Regions from separate parts of the Rattus norvegicus genome. Here region 1 is linked to region 2. A link is a contact called in public HiChIP or PLAC-seq data. All regions are on one chromosome and are shown on one strand. Each heading gives the region's core, a stretch centred on a gene start, on an enhancer-like site or on the middle of the called end of the contact. The rest is flanking DNA. Distances are from core to core; before and after follow the strand shown. Region 1 overlaps Fryl (FRY like transcription coactivator). Region 2 holds the start of Fryl (FRY like transcription coactivator).

What was found. HiChIP or PLAC-seq counts read pairs in DNA pulled down with a chosen protein or histone mark.
Region 1: an H3K27ac HiChIP or PLAC-seq map of oligodendrocytes shows a contact between it and region 2, with 9 times the contacts expected there. The contact joins the enhancer-like site here to the promoter of Fryl in region 2. A contact is called at or near these places in 5 of 12 Hi-C or Micro-C datasets (the Rat2 cell line, Schwann cells, frontal cortex and 2 more) and 1 of 1 datasets of contacts at active chromatin or transcription factors (oligodendrocytes).

What each region holds. Positions count from the first base shown.
Region 1 is chr14:35,431,500-35,434,666 of GRCr8, forward strand. Fryl (FRY like transcription coactivator) reads left to right here. Exons shown (of 63, transcript NM_001427275.1): 5 at 609-662. Among named protein-coding and RNA genes, the nearest start is that of Zar1, 120 kb to the right of the region's middle. Within about 2 kb of position 1,757, at least 9 of the 93 cell types and tissues checked have an H3K27ac peak or open chromatin away from gene starts, as enhancers often do.
Region 2 is chr14:35,308,944-35,312,321 of GRCr8, forward strand. Fryl (FRY like transcription coactivator) reads left to right here and starts at 1,713. Exons shown (of 63, transcript NM_001427275.1): 1 at 1,713-1,943. LOC134481841 (a long non-coding RNA gene) reads right to left here and starts at 731. Exons shown (of 2, transcript XR_010057699.1): 1 at 593-731.

The DNA of each region.
Region 1 (3,167 bases), core at 507-3,006, 120 kb after region 2:
CCACTGGTACCCAGGGCCTCACACATCATTTTGCTACCACACTCCGCTGTATCTCCGGCCTAGTCAACACTGGTTAAACAAATGAATAAACTAATAAAAGCATCATGATGACATTCCGAACTTGAATCTAAACAGGTCCTTTGTTGAACTTTAATTTCTTTTTTTTTAAATGTATTTATTTATTATATATAAGTACACTGTAGCTGTCTTCATGCACACCGGAAGAGGGCATCAGATCCCATTACAGATGGTTGTGAGCCACCATGTGGTTGCTGGGATTTGAACTCAGGACCTCTGGAAGAGTTGTCGGTGCTCTTAACTGCTGAGCCATCTCTCCAGCCCGAACTTTAATTTCTTAATCTAAGAATCATCATTAATAGAGCCATTCTATTTAGAGAGTAGCTGGGAAGTCCCTTGCATGGGAGTGGTTTGAATCCTGTGTTGTGTTGAGGGCAAGGTGGAGACTTACCTTTCTTTAAAGCAACCAGCCTGTAAAAAAAAAATAAAATTAAAGCAAAATGAACTGTAAGTCTAAGCTGTTGATAACATGGCAGTCCTCTAATGTTTTGTTTTAAGCTGTATTTTTATTATTATTATTACCACCACAGGAAAAGCTGTTATCCAGATCTCTTCAGAGGGGTGAAGATCTGCAGTTTGACCAGGTATTGTAATTTGGGGGAAGAATCTTCTTTGAAGAACTATGTCTGTTCTAATAATCTAGTTCACACGTGTTCACCATTGAGAAAGTCCTCAGTTTTGTGTAATACTCCTGTATGTTCCTATATGGTAGATTCTTCTTCATGGAGCAATGGTCGCCATTAATTTTTGCTTAGTCAGCTCTTTAAGATCTCCTGTGGGGCCTCCCTCCTTCTTTCTTTTTTTTCCCCCTTTTCGTTGCTAATGTCTTTAATATGCTTTGGAAAGTTTTCCCAGGAAGCTAACTAAATCCTTTTATCTCATCCTATGTACCAGTTTGTTTCTACTATTCATTCATTCATTCATTCATTCATTCATTCATTCATTCATTCATTCATTCGGGACAGGGTCTCATTGTGTAGGCCAGATAAGCCTCGAACTCTCAGCCATCCAACTGCCCCTGCTTTCCAAATGCTGGGATTACAGATGTGCAGCACCATTCCTAGCCTGGAATCTAGAATTTTTACATTATGTTTTCTTACTTTAAAACAATTTAACGTTACTTTTTAACTTTTAGCACATTTCTTGGAAACCTTTATATAGAATTTCAGCATCTAAAGTCTGTTCTTTTATTTTTTTTTTCTCTTTGCTGGGATTAAATGTTGGGTCACACCCCCTTGTATCATAACCATTTTATTACATAATGATAATTTCAAATAACAATCTAGCATCACTAATATTTATGGGCCTGTTTATTCTGAGTACTGTCTCTATACAATGGTGAACATGGCTGCCTTCCAGAGTAGTGTGTCTAGGAAAAGGAAGAGAATGCTCACCGTAACGTAGATCAGCTGGTCAGATAAAGCACACTGCCTAAGACTGCTGGCTCATCAGATGCCCGTGCTGCCGAAGCTCACTAGTGTTTCCAAATCTTCGTTGCCAAGAGAGAGTTCTGCAATAGAGCACCAGGGTTTACAAACCACTGTCTAGGATCTGGCGTTCTGTATACGCCAAGTGGGTAGACTCTGGTCTACAAAGAAACCTCAGGCAGGAAGGTACCTCCAGGTCACTCAGTTCTTTTCAAGGGGTTCTCCACTATAGAAGTAGTGAGACCGATACAGCATCTGGCTTCATTGGCGAGTGTACGCCGTTCTCAGGAAAGTTTCCTTTCTTTTTGTTTTAAATGTAAATGCTCATTTAAAACAGCAAGTGGCTGCTAGGTGGTTTGCTGACAGAAAGATGCATTGTGTTGTCTGAACTGTTTTATTATATGTTTAGCCGAGCAGTCAGTGCTTTATTCTTCTTTCCTAGATACTAAATGGAGTTTTGTTTGGGGCACACTACTCATCTTCTTAAAACGTAATTTTTAAGCACATTGAACAATACAATTAAGATCTTGTTTTGAATTCCCAGTGTCATAGAGCATATCAAATTAGAATAATCTGTAATAAATTGTGCCCAGAGAAAGTTAGAAATCACGACGCAGCTACAAGGCCCAAATAATGAAACAGAATTGTGCAGTTAATAGTTTGTTTCTTTTCCCGGCTAAACTCAATTTTGAAGTTTATAAAGAGCATGAAACACCACGGGATTAATTTGATTTCTAGAGATGTCGATTTATCTGCATTAAAAGATATTTCCCGTGGTCACAGAACTGAACAAAGCCCTTGACAGTTCCGCAGCCCGCATGTTTTAGATAAATCAACAATGGAGCATTGACTATATGCTGTTTTAGTTTTGGAGGCAGCGTGTTGAATCAGATGTAGAGAATACCGGAAGGAAGAGCATGTTCTTGGAATCTTCGATGATATACGACCCTGGGGCTACTCGTCGTAGCTAGTCTAGGAAAGTTGGGTTTATTCAAAAGAGGAAGCAATTGGTGTTTATCTTGAATTTGGTGCTAGTCAGCTTTCTGCGACTGTGGCCAGGAATCGGAGATAATTAGCTCAGATGGAAGAATGGTTTGTTTGGGCTCAAGGTGCCAGAGGTTACAGTTATGCTCGCTTGATCCCTTTGCATCCTGCCTATGGAGGCACACGCAGTACATGCTGGTGGTAGCTTGCTGTGGCTAATAAGCAGGGAGAAACCGGAGTGACCTAGACTCCCAGCATTCCTTTCAAGGGACCGCCCCACCAGGTGACCCACTTCCTGCCAGGCTCCACCTCTCAAAAATCCGAAATCTCCAATACCAGCACCTGCTAGACAGACACACAGCCCTCAGCCGGACACACAGCCCTCAGGGACACTGCAGATGTGAACCCATGCGTCCAGACAGCATCAAGGATCACTTCAATATACCATCCCTGTGTCATTAAAAGTTTGTTTTCGACATGGCTCCACCATGTGGATAACAGAGTAACTACAGTTCCCCTGTATCATAGAGAAACATGGTGGATGGAGCCTTTCCCTCCATCCTCCTCTTTGTCTGTAGGGAATCTTCTCCATCAGAAACTTGGTAGTGCTCTGGAATCTTGTTCATAGAAGCATTGACAAGCTGGCGGGGCAGGAATAGAGAGGATTTGAAGAAGGTG
Region 2 (3,378 bases), core at 463-2,962:
TGTGATTTTATATGAGACGTGAATAATGGAAGTTTAGGATATCCTTGGGGGGTGATCTTTGAAGAAATTCCCTTGCAGATATGGGAAAAAGGAATGACTTTATCTGGAGGAGTAGGTTGGATAGAGGGCTTAGTTAAAGGTAGTAATTGGATACTTGTATTTGTGAAGGCCTTAAAAAACAGCTAATTTCCCATCTCTTGTCTTGTTGTGTGACAATCGTGTGGGGCTGAGACTTTAGCTCACTGGTGGAGGACTTATCTTGAATGCATGAGTTCCTAAATTCAATCCCCACTACTGCAAAAAATGTACAAACAACTCAAAAGGACCTGAAAACCCCAACCACATCCTGCCTCTCTTACTGCTCCTCGACAGTAATAGCTCTCTGTCCCTGAGCTCAGGAAAACGCCTTATCTCTTAACTGTCTACGCTTATTTCTCTGAGCTGGACAGGCTTTTGGGGCGCCACTGGGCCCAGCCACTTTCTTGGCATTACTGGACTCCACTGGGTGACTGCACCCCATGTAATTATAAAGTACAGATGGTCTGACATCAAGAGTCTCAAAGACCATGGCAAAGAGGGAGAGAACACTTACTCGTTCTTTAATATTTCTCGGCGGGTCCCAAAGCCGTGATCACACTCAGTTTTTCTGGAAATAACCTTCGTATCCTACATCTGGGGTAGGAACCTGGTGATAAGCTAATGTAGATGCCTAGGCTGTCGCAGGATCCCTCCTCTTTACTGAGCAGGGTTCTGCCACTGTAAGGCTTCTCCTTGACAGACTTCTCCCTCTTCCTTTGGGTAGACGTCCCCCCCACCCCCAAAAAAAAGGTGCCACTGTCCTTCAAAGACTAGCTCTCTGGTGCCCGCATTTGTAGCAAGAGGGACTTTGAGAATATCAGCAGAAAGGACAATATGTTTAATCTTTCTAAAAAATTAACGTAGTCCCGCGCAAACGCCAGTACGACACACAGGACGTGACCTAAACGGAACTTCTATTGGGAAGGACTTAACGCTTTTCTGAATGTCCGATTGCAAGATAAACAAGGAAACCCCTAGGTTTGCCGACACCTTCGTAAACTCTTCCGGGTGCGCCAAGCCAGAAAGTCAAGGATGTGAGCAGAGTGGACAGGGAGTGTGAACTTGGTTAATTCTCAGGAGCCAGTACTAGGATTTCAGGTGTTCTCACTCCATTCACGAAACGGCAGGATTGGATTCTCAGGATCCCACAGCTGGTGTGATGTGCTTCTTATCTGAAGATTTTTGCATCCTTTCCATCTCCCTTTCCCGCCTTCCTCAGTATAGGTTGTTTGTGCTCGACCTCTACCAACATTTAAAGGGACAGAGGCTTGGAGGGTGGCAAAGTAAGGAAGACTTTGACTGTCTTTCAGCCGTCCAGGGAGAGTGATAATAGGTAAGGGGCGTGCAGACTTGCCCTTCCTTGTCCAATCAGGTGCACAGGAAGATGTCTTTCTACCAATAAAAATAAAGTTAGCTTTCCGGAGGCGGGAGGCTGAGCCGTGACTGCCAGTTCTCCAAAGCAACGTTGGAGGCGAGGACCGAGAGTGATTAGAGGTAGGTCCAACCCGGGGAAGGGGGCGGGGCGAAGGTGGGGAAACTCTGAGCGGCGGGGAGGCGGACCAGTGGAGGGCGAGGATCGCTGTTCCTGGTGTAGTCTCCCTCGCCAATCAGGAAGGCGAGTGGGTGGGCGGGGCAGGGAAGGGGTGGGCAGAGCTCGCAGCACCGCCGGGCGCCCGTCGGGCTCTGGGAGAGACAGAAATCCGGTTAAAATCAGAGTCGGAGGGAGGTTTAACCACGGATCGGTCCCGATCGGATTATTCCTTAAAGGGGACGCGCCATTGTCAAAGAGAACGGAGCCTGGGGCCCGAGGGCGGGGACCGGCGGCGCTTGGAGGAGCGAGGCAGCTGCACGGGACTGGGGACCTGGTAGGTGCTGTTTGGGGAAAGGCGCTTCATTTCACTTTCTCTTCCAGCGCCGGGGGCAGGCTCCGGGATGCCCGCCGACCGTCGGCGGTGGGATCCCAGGTCCCCGGCCCTGGCCCGGCTACCCATCTTGCTGCGAGCCGCGAGGGAGGCGGACCGGGATGGGCGGCTGCGGTGCCGGCTGGGGAGGCTCCTAACGGACGCCGGCGCGGTACTGAGCCGGGGTCAACCGAAAGCCCGTCGGAGCTGCGGCAGACCCGTGTGGAGCACCGCGCGCCCCGCTCTGCTGCGCGCCTCCTTCCCGGCCCGTGCCCGGCTCTACCCGCGCGCCCGGCTGCCCTGGTCGCGCGCCGTCGTCCCCACGCTCGCTCCGCTCTTCCCGCGCGCCCCGCTGCTCCGAGCGCGCGCCCTGCGCCGCTCGGCGCGCCGGCTCCGTTCGCACGCCGCGGGATTACCGAGGCCCGGGAACCGCCCGGCGAGGAAGCGGGCGGCGGGGCGGTGGCGGCAGGCGCTGCTGCAGCGTTGCTCATCCGACCCGGCTGAGGGTGCGGGCAGGCGGCCTCCGGAGGAGAGGCGACAGGCCCGCGCAGCGCGCCGAGGTTGCCGGCCGGGCCGGGCATTGTCCGCGATCCTCCGCCGCGTCTCTCCACCCACTGCTTGCGGTGCTGGGAGGGGTACGGACCTGGGCGCAGAGCCCACTCCGCCTGAAGCGGCGGCGCACCCCCGGTCCCGCGTCTTCCGGAGCCGGGGTCGGCCCGGCGGACGCCACAGTCACCGCCCGCGGCCCGGCCTGTTCAGCCCGGGCCACCGGCTTCGCGGACACCGGCGCTGGCTCCTTGTGGGCCGGAGCTCTGTCGTGCAACTTTTCTTTGCGTTGTGATGGGAGTTGTTGCTTCCGGGCGGCAGGTTGTCCCGGCCCGGTCGAGCCTCGTTTCTTGCGTCTGCAGAGGCCGATATCTAAGGCGACCTGGGGCCTGAATGCTTTCGGTCTTTACTACCGGTCCAGCTTTGTTCCTCACTACCTACAATCGCTTTTCTTGTGGACTTTCGAGGATATGGGACCACTAAGTCCCAGTCTACGGTTTTAATAAAAGAATAAATGGATGGGGGACTGGCTGAGGGGGCTAGCGCTTCAGACAGAGCTAAATGTGCTTTAACCTTTGAACTAGGGAAACTATTACCCGGACTCTACGACAGAAGCTCTTTGGGGAAGAGAAGGAAAAGACAGTAAAGCAGGTTGCCAGGGTCTGTAGGATTGAGGGGGCGGGGGGGGGGGGACCACGACGACAATGAACAACTTTTGATGGAAATAAAAAGTTGGTTTTATACACTGCTGTTCCGCCTAGCAGGTGCCTTCCATAAAGTTGATCTCCCTACTGAATGCAGGCATTGTAACTACTTGCAGGCAGACACTCTTGCTATTGGTGAATAAAATAAG